Linked DNA regions of Sus scrofa: region 2 is linked to region 1. Evidence: chromatin contacts called from public Hi-C data. All regions are on one chromosome and are shown on one strand. Each heading gives the region's core, a stretch centred on a gene start, on an enhancer-like site or on the middle of the called end of the contact. The rest is flanking DNA. Distances are from core to core; before and after follow the strand shown.

Region 1 (3,012 bases), core at 293-2,792:
CCTCGCACAGGCCCTTACACATTCACATCTGAGCCGGAGTCTCCCTGTTTCCCTAACTCAACTATCTATCCTCAACCCTGCACACTGCTGCCATGCTAATAATCCCCAGGTGCTGCAGTTCTAAGTCCTGGCCACCCCAGTGACCAGAAATGCCTTCTTTCTCTGCATTTACAATGGGAAAAAACAATTTCTGCTCACAAACAGTACCTGGCAAACAGATTCTGCAATGTCTTCTACTAACACAATGGACTGTTACTGAAAACTTTGCGGTGAAATAGTGGAGGAAATGACTCCATAAACCCTACTTCCCCTCAATCTCAGGTTATTCAATTCACCTGCAAAAACAAGCCACTAAGGCTTACTCTCAAACAGTTGTGAGAATTAAGAGGGAGAGCTTGGAGCGCTAAGACAGGTCCTGACAGGAGCAAATGCTCAAGAAATGTGGGCTGATTTGTATCTTATCTTCTCCAAAGAACTTCTAAATTCTTTAAAGGCAGGAGTCTTGACTTACTTTTTTTGGCATTTCTTAAATTAAGATTTTTAAATCACTTTAACAGATACAGTTTAGTATCTGGACCTGCTCAATGAACCATGGCTATTTTTTTTTTTTTTTTTTGGACAAAATCAGGCTCTAAAGCCTGACTGCAAATGTTGGCCACTACTAGGTTGGTGACCTCTGTAAAGTTACTTAATCTCTCTGAGCCTTAGGTCCTTTGCTTGTAAACAATAATAAATACTTCACGGGGTCATGAAGATTCGGATGAAGTGCTTAGCTTACAATCAATCTCCCCAAAACCGCCAGCCATAACTACACCCTGTCCCAAACATTCAGTGTCCACAAAACCTCGGCCTCTGCAATCTTCACGTCTCCATATTTCTAACACACACCCCCATACCCCTTTGGACCGGCGGCGTATGTCTGATCTGCTCCTCCTTCCTGACTTCCGTGTACCATTCCTCAGAAACCATCGCAATCACCTAAATGAGGTCGCTTCCATTAGTGTTGCCATTTTAGAGCAGGAAACAGGCCCCGAGAGTTTGAGGGACATCGCGGAGATCACTGACCTCAAGCAGCGAGGCCAGAGCCCACGCTCTTAACCGCCAGCCCCCGGCCTCTTCCCGGGTCCGAGGTGCACCCGCGTCCGTTCAAGCCCCGCCCGCTGCTCCACTTCCAGTTACTTCCCGGCTCCTCTGCGCGCCCCTCGCCCCCCACAGGTGAGTCAGGCCCCTGGAAGCTCTCCATCAGTTCTTAGCGGTTTTCCCCTTTTCTCCGCCTGAGTCCGAGGATGAAGCTGATGTAGGTGCCTCGCACACGTGTAGGTGACTATGAGATTGCGAGGAAACACCTGGCGGGACCGCGAGCCGAACCCGGCAGCTGTGTAGGGACCACCCCGCCGTTAGCCCTGCGGGCGGGGGGAGGGCGGCGGCCCGGAGGGCCGACTCCGCCCCTGTGCGCATGCTCCAGCCCGGCGGAGGGGTATAAGGCGGCTGCGCCCACCCGTCCGAGCAGGGTCTGGCGACCTCCCGGGGCATGCGGTCCGCGTGGTGCTGAGAGGCGCGCCGCTCCGTCACGTCACGTTGCCCCGGCGCTGCGAGCGCGTGCAAAGGTTAGGTGAGTGACGGCCGGCGGCGCGAGCGCGGACCCGGCGGGGCCCTAGCTACTTGGGCTGGGGGAGAGGGAGCCTCCGGGAGCGCGGTGCGGCGCGGCGCGGCGCAGGCGGGTTGGGGGGCGGTGTGGCCCTGCGAGGCTTCGGGGCCGCAGCGGCCGCGGAGCTAGGAGCAACTAGTGAAGGAGGTGCGGGCAGGTGTCCCGATCACCGGCGCAGGGAGACAAGCGAGATCGTGTGGTGACCGGGAGAAAATCGCTTCGTCCCCGCCGGGGATGCTTTCCATCGGGAAGTGGAAAGACCTGGGCTGTAAAATGAGGGAGGGTTGAATAACCTTTTTTCCTCTAGGGTCTTTTCCTCCAGGGCTTTTTGGCGTTGTGGCGAGCCACCTGTAACTTTCTCATCTTTAAACTGTGTTTTCCTCTTCCTTGGACTCATCCTGACTGAATTCTCCTCCCTTCGTGATTCTCTGTGACCGTGCTCTGCCCATAAAATTCCCATTTCTCTTCAAATCCTACCCCTTTCTGGTCTCCGTTGTGGTTTTTTGTATTTTATGAACCTTTATTCTTGTAAGTTTTTAAAGTAATAGCTGCCTTTCTAGTTCCCATAACGCCTAGTCAGGTGGAAGTATCTCTTGAGCAACTTTTTGGGTAATTACCTTGACCTAAGGAATTCTCTTTTCTTGTGGATTTTGTAGTGTCAGTTACATTATTTAAATTAGCCCCAAACTTTGTCTTCAGTAATTCTCAAGTGCAGACTTTTGTCATGCCATTTGAGTTGCCAATAATCCCACAAAGAGGCTGATGACTCAGATTTAGGATGCAAAATTTGGAAATGCACAGGTTTACCTGCCTGTATTGTGATTGCACGTTGTTGATGTTTGCGGGTTTTCATATGGAAAACAGCCCTGAAGGGAGCAGCTTGGCAGTTGATTGTATTCTTTTAGGAAAGTGAAATAGATTGTTGAAATTACTGTAAATGTATTATAAGGTGATTTTTATTTTACTGACAGTGTATTCTAGGACTTACATTGCCAAACATTTAAAGTTTAACAACCTTTCATTGTATTTTGAGGTAACCAAGTTTCCCTTTTTGATACTTCTTTAGTATTTAGAAATCCCCTTTAAAACAACTTCGCAGGAGTTCCCATCATGGCTCAGTGGTTAACGAATCCGACTAGGAACCATGAGGTTTCGGGTTCGATCCCTGCCCTTGCTCAGTGGGTTAAGGATCCGGCGTGGCTGTGAGCTGTGGTGTAGGTTGCAGACGCGGCTCGGATCCAGCGTTGCTGTGGCTCTGGTGTAGATTCGACCCCTAGCCTGGGAACCTCCATATGCTGCGGGAGCGGCCCAAGAAATGGCAAAAAGACAAAAAAAAAAAAAATTTTTTTTTTGCAAATAACCAT
Region 2 (3,060 bases), core at 462-2,961, 120 kb after region 1:
CTTCCTCAGGCACCAGCACGTGCTGGAAACACCAGAGGCCAGATGGCTGCTCCCTTGGATTGGGTGCTTCATCTCTGTTCACCCTCCTACTCCCCCTGATCAACTGCCTCCTCACTCACCTTTTTGGGGATCTTTTAGCTTCTGTCTGTTCATCCACTGGCTTCGGATTCACTCTACCTAGACAAGGAGGAAAGATTCTCAGGGTCTGCCAAGGACAGAAGGAGCTCGTGGCCCTGCAGGAGATGGAGGAGGGCCTGGGTGGGGACATGGGGGGTGGACTGGGCACTGAGGTAGAGCCTAATTCAGAGAGCAGGGGGGTCCTTCCTTGGCCCTGGGAATCCACAGGGGTCCTTACAGACTCTGGAAGCACAGTAGGGTGGTAAGCCTCAGAAGAGAAACTGGAGGGAGTTTCTGTGTCCCAGGAGTGAAGCAGGGCTGGTGGTAGGAGGTGTCTAAGAATCAATGCTGTCATCTCTCTGGCTAGGGAAGGAGCTGAAGGTCAAGGAAGAGTTCTTGGCCTTCAGGCCCTGCTGCTGAGACTGATGCTGGAAAGAGGTGCCTGTGAATACTGACCGAGGTCCTGAATCCTCTCTGCCTCCTCATCCTGGCCCCATCACACCTGCTTCCTGAACTTGACAGGAGTTGGCTCAGCTCTGCCACCCTCACCCCCATTCCCAGAGGCCCTAGCCCCAAAGCTTCTCCATTTCTCCCTAAGATCTCCCCTCCTTCAGCCTCCAAAGGGAAGTGGAGCTGAGGCAGGTAGGATAGTGGGGCCCAAGAGAGACGGAGAACCCATGCCCTAGCTTCCCAGAGTGAGAGCCCAGAAAGGACAATGAGGACAGAGGGTGGGAGTGCTATCAGTACTTCTAGGGTGGGTGTACTCCATAGGCAGAGAGCTTCTAGAAGTACCTCTTTTCTGAGGAGGTGTCTTCTCTCCCTGTCTCCATCAGAACACTTCGTTTTGATCATGACAAACGCAGCTGTGTCTTTTCTCTCTGAGCTGCCACCCCTCCCCTCTCTCCTATGGACCCCAATACCAGACCTGGGGTGGGCACTGGGGTGGGTCCTCCCGCCCTCTGTCCCCTCCCTCAGAGAGATCTAGAGAAAGAAGCTTCTGGGAGTTGTTCTCAGGCTTCCACGCTCGCGCCTCAGTTTCCCAGGCTGTTTCACCCAACCCCTGCATACTAGCATGGGCTGAGAATGAGAACCGCAAGATCCTCTAATCTTTCTCTGTCTTCTCCCGCCCCCGCCCCGCAACCGCTCAGTCCTCCCAATTCTGAACCCCCATCCTGGGACCTACCTGCCCCACGGCGGTGCCCACTCGTTACCCTACGATGGTTCCCACTGGTTCAACCCACCTGCCCGAGAGTCTCCTCGCCTCTGAGCCCTGGATAGAGACTCCGAAAGGGAGACTGCAGCCGGGAGCGGCCAGCTCGGTTGCTGTCTAGTCCGGAGCCCTGTCCCCTTCACCAAGTTGATGCGTCCCCGAGGCGGAGGGGCTCTGGCCAAACTAGCATCACGGTCATGCCGGGCCCGCTCTGGGCACCGAGGAGCTCCGGGCCCGCCCGGCCAGTTCTGCAGAGTTCAGCCAGGGTCCTTCCGAGGCTCCTGCCCGCAGGACCGCCAGCGAGCACACAGCGGCCACCGCCGCCTCCTCTTCCTCTCCGGGGGCCGCCCCCGCTTCGCCAGCCCTCCTCCCGCGTCACCGCCTCCTCCCGGACCGCGCGGGGCACCGCACACGGCGCTCAGTCCGCCCGGCGCTCCCAGCCGGGGCGCAGCGACCCCTGGCGGCCGAGGCGAGACCAGGTAAAAGAGGGCCGCAGGCCACCACAGCGCAGTCCAGTGGACCATCTACCTCCCTGGCGCTGCCAGGGTAACTCAGAAAGGTCGCTCAAAATTCTGGAGGGCCTGGGGTGGGGGTGCTTAGTGTGAGAAGTGATAGCCCAGATCTTCAGGAGTTCTGAGTCGAATATTCCCGAACTGCACTGTCCAATACTAGCCACCAGCCTTATGTAGTTACTTAAATCAAAATATAAATTAAACATCTTAAAGTAAGTTTCTCATTTACACTCACAATATTTCAAGTACTAAATAGCTACATGTAGCTAGGGACTACTGCATTGGGCAGAAAAGATGTAGAACATTCCTATTTGAGGAGTTCCTTGGTGGTGCAGTGGGTTAAGGATCTGGAATTGTCACTACTGTGGCTCAGGTTGCTGCTGTGGTGTGGGTTTGATCCCTGGCCCAGAACGTCCATAAACTGCAGGGGCACCCCTCCTCAATCCTATCTGAAAATTCTCCATAGCAATGCAGGTTGCTTTGCTAGCCCTCCATTGTTAAAATGCTAAAACCAAGAGGAAACAGCGAATGATCTCTGCCCTAGGAGTGGTGTCTTCTGGGACAGGAAGGACTAGGGGACAGGCAGACAGGATGGCTTTGGTAGGCTTGTGGCTGATGGGTATGAACTCCAACTTGGGGATGAAACTCTGGGACTCTTGTTTTTTGTTTCTTGTCTTTTTCTAGGGCTGCGCTGGAGGCATATGGAGGTTCCCAGGCTAGGGGTCAAATCGGAGCCACCGGCTTAAGCCAGAGCCACAACAATACGGGATCCAAGCCACGTCTGTGACCTACACCACAGCTCAAGGCAATGCCGGATCCTTAACCCACTGAGCAAGGCCAGGGATTAAACCTGCAACCTCATGGTTCCTAGTCAGATTCGTTAACCACTGTGCCATGATGGGAACTCCTCTTTTTTTTTTTTTTTTTTTTTTTTGTCTTTTTGTCTTTTAGGGGTGCACCGGGCAGCATATGGAGGTTCTCAGACTAGGGACTGAATCAGAGCTGTAGCTGCCAGCCTAAGCCAGAGCCACAGCAATGCAGGATCTGAGCTGCATCTGTGATCTACACCACAGCTCACAGAAATGCCAGATCCTTAACCCCACTGAGCGAGGCCAGGGATTGAACCCATGTCCTCATGGATGCTAGTCGGGTTCGTTAACCACTGAGCCATGAGGGGAACTCCTGGGACTCAGTTTCTCCACCATAAAAATTGTAATATAA

The links. Hi-C and Micro-C count contacts between places; a contact is called where the count stands out from the background.
Region 2: a Hi-C map of epiblast stem cells shows a contact between it and region 1, with 2.6 times the contacts expected there. The contact joins the promoter of FAM19A3 here to the enhancer-like site in region 1. A contact is called at or near these places in 18 of 47 Hi-C or Micro-C datasets (alveolar macrophages, embryonic fibroblasts, epiblast stem cells and 13 more).

Annotation. Positions count from the first base shown.
Region 1 is chr4:107,601,484-107,604,495 of Sscrofa11.1, forward strand. No RefSeq gene overlaps it. Among named protein-coding and RNA genes, the nearest start is that of SLC16A1, 68 kb to the left of the region's middle. Within about 2 kb of position 1,543, at least 22 of the 83 cell types and tissues checked have an H3K27ac peak or open chromatin away from gene starts, as enhancers often do. A contact at or near this core is called in epiblast stem cells, retroperitoneal adipose tissue and undifferentiated spermatogonia, where this site is marked.
Region 2 is chr4:107,717,644-107,720,703 of Sscrofa11.1, forward strand. FAM19A3 (protein FAM19A3) reads right to left here and starts at 1,712. Exons shown (of 8, transcript XR_001303450.2): 1 at 1,359-1,712; 2 at 120-177.